Regions from separate parts of the Ovis aries genome. Here region 2 is linked to region 1. A link is a contact called in public Hi-C data. All regions are on one chromosome and are shown on one strand. Each heading gives the region's core, a stretch centred on a gene start, on an enhancer-like site or on the middle of the called end of the contact. The rest is flanking DNA. Distances are from core to core; before and after follow the strand shown.

Region 1 (3,712 bases), core at 341-2,840:
GAGAACCTGCTCAGTGATTTGACATCAGAAGCCCAGAACACACTCAGTGGGTTAAGAGATGCATGAGGGAAAAATCAGCAGGTGGTTTGAGCCACCAATAACAAAAGGGATAGATAGCTGCCAGCCCCAGGGCTATCAGGCTGGCAATCTATTTCAAAACTTGAACAGGAAAAAAAATGTTCTGGAGCCAGTACAGAGGAAACAGGTTGAGGTCCACAGGCATTCTCTGGAGACTTCTCTTAGCTCTCTGGGACGGGGGACAGGGTGGAGGGCGGGAGGAAGGGCAGAGACAGGCTGGGGTATCATGGTTTTAATGTGTATAATAAGAGTGTAAAGCCATAAAGCCCTGTTTCCTGGAAGGGGAAAAGAGCTGGATGAGGCCTCCAACTACCCCTGGCACACACCCAATTCAGCGGCTGGTCTCTCCTCAAGGGTTCCTGGAAGTCAACAAACCCATAAAGGGGAAGTACTCCACTGAGACTGGGAGAATGGTCTATAAATTGGACATTATCCCTGATGCAACACCCTAGTAAATTCTCCCACACAGACACAGGTTATATTCACCTCAGACATTCAGAGCCTTACTTCAATCACAGGGCTGTACACCCTACCCCACGGGGATCTCATCTGTGGGTCATGGGAAAACAAAGTAGTGTCTGGAGCTTAATGCTTCTCCCAGAAGCAGAGGCAAGGAACTGGGAGGGAAGGGGAGATGGATGACAGGAATGCAGGGGACAGGGCTGACTAGAAAGAAATCCTGAGAGTGGGGAAAAAAAAAAAAAAAAAACAAGGCTTCTGCGGGGAACCGGGATAGGAGAGGCTTAGGTAGACAGGCACTGAAGGCATGGGCTGAAAAAGCCAAGTAACAAGGTGAGAAAGGTGTGGGGGAGGAGTAATATGGGGGGGAGGTGCAGGCAAGTGGGAGAAAGAGAGAACGGGGATGGGGAAAGAGAGCGAAGACTGGGAGGGCAAGGATAGGGGGACGAAGACAAGGATGATGAGGCGGGGGTGAGCGGAGAAGCTCTCCAAGGAGACCCTGGGCAGAGAGGGTCAAGGCTTTGGGGACACCAGAGAAGGGATGGAGGAAGAGATGAGAGGCAAGGGTGGGAGGGGACCCAGAGCCTGAGACGCCGGCTTTCAGAGCACAGAAGTGGGAAGAGGTGAAGACTCGAGGCCCAGAAGGGGCCGCAGAAATCTGGGGGTCGAGGGGAGGAGGCCCACGGTGCGGGCTCGAAAAGCGACGGGCGTCCAAAGGCTGGGAGCGCAACGGCAGCGGGGCGGCGTGCCCGGAGAGCGACGGACAGCCGCGGCCCGCCCGGGCCCGAGCGACGGGAAGCGACGGCCGCCGGGTCGGCGGACCCCCTGCGCCTCTCGCTCCGCACTCCACTCCCCGCCGGGCCTCGCGCACCAGCTTCGCGGCTCGCCTCAGCCAGGGCCCGCGGCTCTCCCGCCTCCGCCGCTCCGCCGACCCACTTCCCAGGACCCGGACTGACCTGTCCCGGCTGGCCCCCGCGCCGCCGCCGCCGCCGCCGCCGTCCCGCAGGCTCCGCAGGCGCCTCCGGCTCCTGCCAAAACTTTTCCCATTAATCCCCGGCTCCGCGCGGCGGCCGCGGCGTCACACGCTGCGCGGCCCGGCCCCGCCCCCGCCAGAGCGACGTCACCGGGCCGCTCGTCCCCGCCCCCTCTTTCCACGCCCCCTTTCCGCTTAAGCCGCGGCCAATCACCGCACGTCTGGGATCCGCCCCCTGACTCTGCCACTCCGCCCACCGCACGGGGCGCCGGGCCCACCTGCAGCGCCCTCTGGTGCCCAGGGAGGAGCCAGGGCGGAAGCTCCAGGACCGGTAAGACACGTCTGGCAAGTATCACAGAAGAGAATTGGAAGTTGGAAGGGAACGTAGCGATTATTTTAGCAACGTCTCCTTATCCTTCCAGGGAAGAAACAGCCCCAGAGAAGTTGTGTGACTTGCAGTGAGAGGCAATACGGAGGCTGGAACCTGGATATTCCACTGAAGAAGACTATGCTCCCTCTGGTTTTCACAAAGGGCTTTGTCCTTCAAGTTCAGTTCAGTTCGGTTCAGTCGCTCAGTCGTGTCCGACTCTTTGCGACCCCATGGACTGCAGCACTCCAGGCTTCCCTGTTCATCGCAAACTCCCGGAGCGTACTCAAACTCATGTCCATTGAGCCGGTAATGCCATGCAACCATCTCATTCTCTGTCGTCCCTTTCTCCTCCCGCCTTCAATCTTTCCCAGCATCAGGGTCTTTTCCAATGAGTCAGTTCTTCACATCAGGTGGCCAAAGTATTGGAGTTTCAGCTTCAGCATCAGTCCTTCCAATGAATATTCAGGACTAATTTCCTTTAGGATGGACTGGTTGGATCTCCCTGCAGTCCAAGGGACTCTCAAGAGTCGTCTCCAACACCACAGTTCAAAAGAATCAATTCTTCGGCCTTCAAGAGGCTTCTGCAACTAGAAATATGGACTTCCCTGGTGATTCAGTCGGTAAAGAATCCGGGTTTGATCCTGGGTGGGGAAGATTCCTCTAAAGAAGGAAATAGCAACCCACTCTAGTATTCTTGCCTGGGAAATCCCACGGACAGAGGAGCCTGCCGAACTACAGTCCGTGGTGTTGCAAAGAGTCGGACAGGACTGAGCGACTAAACCACCACAACTAGAAATTTATGGTTCTGGATTTCTTACTTATCTTCCTATTCATCTAATATACTTGCCCTGTAAATGGGGAACATCCTTCCTCCTGTTGTAGAAAATTCTGTTGTCCCTTTTTAACCTAGGTCTTTAGGACCTGGAAGGGACCTGTCATCCCAATCTTCAGATATACCATAAAAAGTTACTTAGCAGGATGTCCCTGCTGGTCCAGTGGCTAAGACTCTGCTCTTCCAATGTAAATGTGCTGGATTTGATTCCTGCTCCGGGAACTATATCCTGCATGCAGCAACTAAAGATCCAGTGCAGCCATAAATGAATTTTTTTTTTAAGTACCTAGCAGCTGGGATGCAGTCTTTAAAATATATATATATATCGGCTTCTCTGAGTCTTCATTGCTGCATACAGGCTTTCTCTAGTTCCTTTTAGTTGTGGTAGGCAGGCTTCTCACTGCAATGTCTTTTCTTGCACAGCAGGACTCTAGGGGGCACAGGCTTCAGTAATTGTGGCCTATGGTCTCAGTAGTTGTGGTGCATGGGCTTGGTCGCCCTGAAGCAGGTGAAATCTTTCCAAATCAGGGATCGAACCCATGTCCCCTGCCTTGGCAGGGAGATTCTTTTTTTTTTTTTTTTCAATTTTATTTGTATTTTAACACCAAAAGCATTTTGTATTGGGGTATAGCCGATTAACAATATTGTGATAGCTTCAGGTGAACAGTGAAGGGACTCAGCCATTCAATTACAAGTATCCATTCTCCAGGCAGATGGATTCTTGACCACTGGACCACCTGGAAAGTCCCTGGAAGGCAATCTTATGAAAGAGATTGGATTTATCATTTGGAGATGAACAAACTCTGTAGGTATATTATCTAATCTCCATCATCTTTAAAACAAAGATTACACTCCACTCTCTCATATACTCCCCAGGCGACACCCTCAGATATCTGGTTAATAGAACTGAGTGATTTTTTTCTCTCTGCTTCTCTTTCCCCACCTCACCCCCCACTTTGTGAAATGAATGTGCAATACTTTTGTAATTCAGACGTCAACC
Region 2 (3,760 bases), core at 697-3,196, 80 kb before region 1:
CAACACAAGGAGACGTCTGTGGACATACAACAAAGGGTGAGGTCCGCAGACACACAGCAAGGGGCGCGGTCTGCAGACACACACAGGGTGGCTTCACTTCCTGCCAGGCCTAGGGGCCTGGGGAGGTGACCAGAGCCCTCAGGGGAGCATAGGTGGTGAGAAGACGCCTATGAATCACAGTCTTGGCTCAGCCACTTAAGGGCTACGTGACCTCTGAGAGTTAACCTTTCCGAGGTTCAGTCTCTTCACCTAGAATGTGGGGTTAATGACAGCTTCTCTGGGAGGAGGGTGAATGCGTCCAAAGCCTTTCCCCCAGATCTGACAGCCTGCAGTTGTTCCAGAAATTCTGCTATCTGGCCTGGACAGACTCACCACTGGTGGAGAGGGCATGGGGGATGGTTGTGTTTTGGGAGGACGGCAGCAAGAGGGAAAAAGCAGACAGATTCTCTTAGACTGTCCTGAGGAAGAGGCTCCCTGGTTTATAAGACTCCACTGGGTGGGCCCATGGGAGATGGTGTGCGGCATGGTTTATGGGGGCTTCAGAAGTGCCCCCACCCCAGAAGTCTGATTCCTGCATGGACTCCAGAGATGCTGTGAAGAATCTCTCAAGAAGCTCAAGTTCATTCCCACGGAATTTCTTGCTTGATTGAGCAGAAAAAGCAGAAGTCTCAATCACATTGACCGGGCAGCAGGCTGAACTTCCTTGAGTGTTTTCCTATTACTAATGAAGGCACAGACGTCTGAGCCCCGGATTGAGGGTGTCAGTGAGGAAAGCAGTTGGCCACAGGGGGCTTCGGGGTATTAGTGCTGCCAGCTGACTCACTAAGGAGTGCTGGGGGCCTCTCCTGAACGCCTCCTTGGACGCTCAGAAACGAGCCCTCCCCGGCAAGGGGGCCTGACTGAGCCCCAGCACAAAGCTGCTTCGTGATGCCACGGATTGCCTGTCTCCCCTGCCAGGCTAGCCTGACAGCCTGCCGTCCTCTGCCTTCTTCCCTGATGAACGCACACCCACCTCAGGGGCAGGGGCCAAATCCCCAGAGCAGAGGAGCTGGGAGCAGACGGTGCTACAGGGAGACCCCAGCCACAGTAGTCAGCCCAGACGTAATGTGTTCCGGGCTGCCTTCTGCCCTCTCTACAGTACAGTCACTCTGCACAAGATCTTGATTCCTGGGACTTCTCTGGTCCCGTGGTTAAGATCTGCCTTCCAGTGCAGAGGATATGAGTTCAATCCCTGGCCGGGGAACTAAGATCCCACATGCTGCGGGGCAGCTAAAGCAGGGCGCTGTAACTACTGAGCCTGACAGCCACAATTAGACAGCCCGAGGGCGGCAGCGAAGACCCTGCATGCCGCCACTAGACCTGGTGCACCAAATAAACAGACAGAGGGCTTCCCAGGTGGGCCAGTGGTAGACAAATCCGCCTGCCAGTGCAGCAGACACAGGAGACACAGGTTCAATCCCTGGGTCGGGAAGACCCCGGGAGAAGGAAACGGCAGCCTGCAGCAGCTGCTCGCCTCCCGGCTGGGAGGGTAGGGGTGACACGGCCCCTGCTTCCTGAAAAGCCAGGCCAGTCACAGAGGCCAGGTGCTCCATGGGCTGCAGCTGTGTCGCTCACCCTGAAGACAGGGCGCTCACTGCAGGGGGGCGGCGGGCCTAGGGGAGGGAGCCCTTCCGGTCTCAGGGACCCTTGAGTGCACTCAGAGTTGGGCACCCCCATCAGGACGTAAGGGCCACAGGGCAGGGCCTCCATCTGCCGGGGTGCTGCTGCTGGATGTAGGGCAGGTGCCCAGTGACTCTGGACTGAGGGTCCTCCAGCCACCTGGGCGCCCGGGCCTCGGTGCCCTCCGGCTGGGAGGGGCCGGGCAGGACCTGCCGCTCCTGGAGAGCATGGGGTTCACGTCACCAGCTGCTGGGAGAAAACGAGACAACACGTGACGAGGCTCTGTGGAGACCTGCGCAGACGCGGGCAGGGAGGGTTTCCGGCAGTTCCTCCCCATCTGTGGTCTGTGAGCGTGTTCGCTTTCTGGTGCTTCTCGTAAGCGGTGTTTCTTTTGTGGTTTGCACGTCTGCCTCCCCCGCTAGCCTCGGCACGTCTCTACTCACGTTCTCTTTGGATCTCGAAGGCCACCTCCTCCACCGAACCTGGGTTCACAGTGACCTATCACCCCAGGCTGCTCCCGCCTCCCCATGAAGAGGGGCGCTTCCTTGTCCCCGCTGTGGCTCTGGAGGGCTGGCAGGTGTCTGATCACTTGGTTGCTGCTGGCACGGCTTGTGGCATGTCACCCTCTCTCTTCACTCAATAGACTTTTGCTGTGCACTTGCTGAGCGCAGAGCCGGAGTCGGACCCTACCCTCAACCAGCGGAGGTGAGGAAACCAGGACCCAAGGTAGCAAGCGGCAAGGCTGGCTGGTGGCGGGGCAGGCAGCAAGGTGCAGGCCTGCGGGGGAGCTGCTGCCAGGCGAGGGGGTCAGGGAATGTGACCGCTCCCCTCTCTGGGCTCAAAGGTCAGGGCTTCGGACGACCCCCAACTTGGTTCCAGGTTCTCAGAAGCAGCAGGCCTGGTGTGGGAGGTGAGAATGGATTCAAGAGCCCTGTGGGCAGTTCAAGTCAGGGTCCAAGGCTCAGACCTAAGCTCTGTGCCCTGGGCATGTCCCCTCTGCAAATCGAGTTGACAGCAGGTCTAGAGTCATGGTGAGGAGCACAGGAGCTAACAGAGAGCTCCTGGACCTTGGCAGTGCTGTGTAAATCCGCTTCGGTGAGGAGGGGACTTAGTAAGGTTCTGCAGTTCCCAAGCCTGTGCCCACATGGCAGGGGCCGGGCCTTCTCCTTCCTCTGGCTGCTGGCTCCTCTTCTCCACGGCGTCACAGAAACCAAGACGGGGTGGAGGGTTGTCTGCTTGTGAGGCCGGGAGAGCTCCGAACGAGATTGGGCGCTGCTAGAAGCCAAGGTGCCAAGCCCTTGTACCAGCGACGCAGGCAGATCTCTGGACGGCAGGGAGAGGCCCCAGTGAGCATCCCGGGGGTGGCGGGGAGCAGTCAGGAGAGCTGCAAACTGGCCTGGAGAGAGAGGCGCAGGGCAGCGCCGGCACCCAGGTACATCTGCTCCCCGCCAGGTGGTGTAAGGCCACGGGGAGGCAGGGAGGCCTGGAGCAGGAGTGATGGGAGAGAGCCAGCCCCCCGCCCCCCGCCGCCTGTGTGAGGCAGAAGAGAACACGAGGAACTGGCACACGGCAGAAAGGGGCCGGGAGCTGAGGGGCCGAGAGCTGAGGGGCGGGGCACGTGGAGCGCCTGTGTCCTGCAGGGGCAGGCTTGCTGTGGGGAACTGGTGTATTGAGGTATTCTTGTCACTGCATGGTGAGCTTTCCAAAGATAAAGTTCTGTTTCTTCCCTGTTCACCACCTGGCTTAAAAGTTTATTCTCCAACCGTCACCATATCTTACCCCAAAGTGATAATGGCAGAATGTTCCCCACTCAAGGGACCCACTTCTGAAGGCTCCTTGCCCACCCATGATCTCCCCACAGGAGAATCCCAGGGAGAGAGGAGCCTTGCGAACCGCAGTCCATGGGGTCACAAAAGAGTCGGACATGACTGAGCAATTGAGCATGAACATCGTTTCAAACCACTCTGGGAGTCAGTAACTGCCACCATTTAAAGATGAGGGGGTTTTGTCCAAGGTCACCGTGCAATACATGGTAGGACTGGGATGGGACCCTCAATCCGAGAACCCCTGCAAGGGCTACGTGTTCAATGCACACCGAGTG

What was found. A called contact is a pair of places that touch in the nucleus more often than the background predicts.
Region 2: a contact with region 1 is called in a Hi-C map of liver, with 2.7 times the contacts expected there. The contact joins the enhancer-like site here to the promoter of PPARD in region 1. A contact is called at or near these places in 8 of 16 Hi-C or Micro-C datasets (blood, liver, mesenteric adipose tissue and 4 more).

Annotation. Positions count from the first base shown.
Region 1 is chr20:9,428,707-9,432,418 of ARS-UI_Ramb_v3.0, reverse strand. PPARD (peroxisome proliferator activated receptor delta) reads right to left here and starts at 1,590. Exons shown (of 7, transcript XM_060403109.1): 1 at 1,494-1,590.
Region 2 is chr20:9,509,322-9,513,081 of ARS-UI_Ramb_v3.0, reverse strand. The region is part of intron 2 of PPARD (peroxisome proliferator activated receptor delta); the gene reads right to left. Among named protein-coding and RNA genes, the nearest start is that of FANCE, 33 kb to the left of the region's middle. Within about 2 kb of position 1,946, at least 10 of the 54 cell types and tissues checked have an H3K27ac peak or open chromatin away from gene starts, as enhancers often do. A contact at or near this core is called in liver, where this site is marked.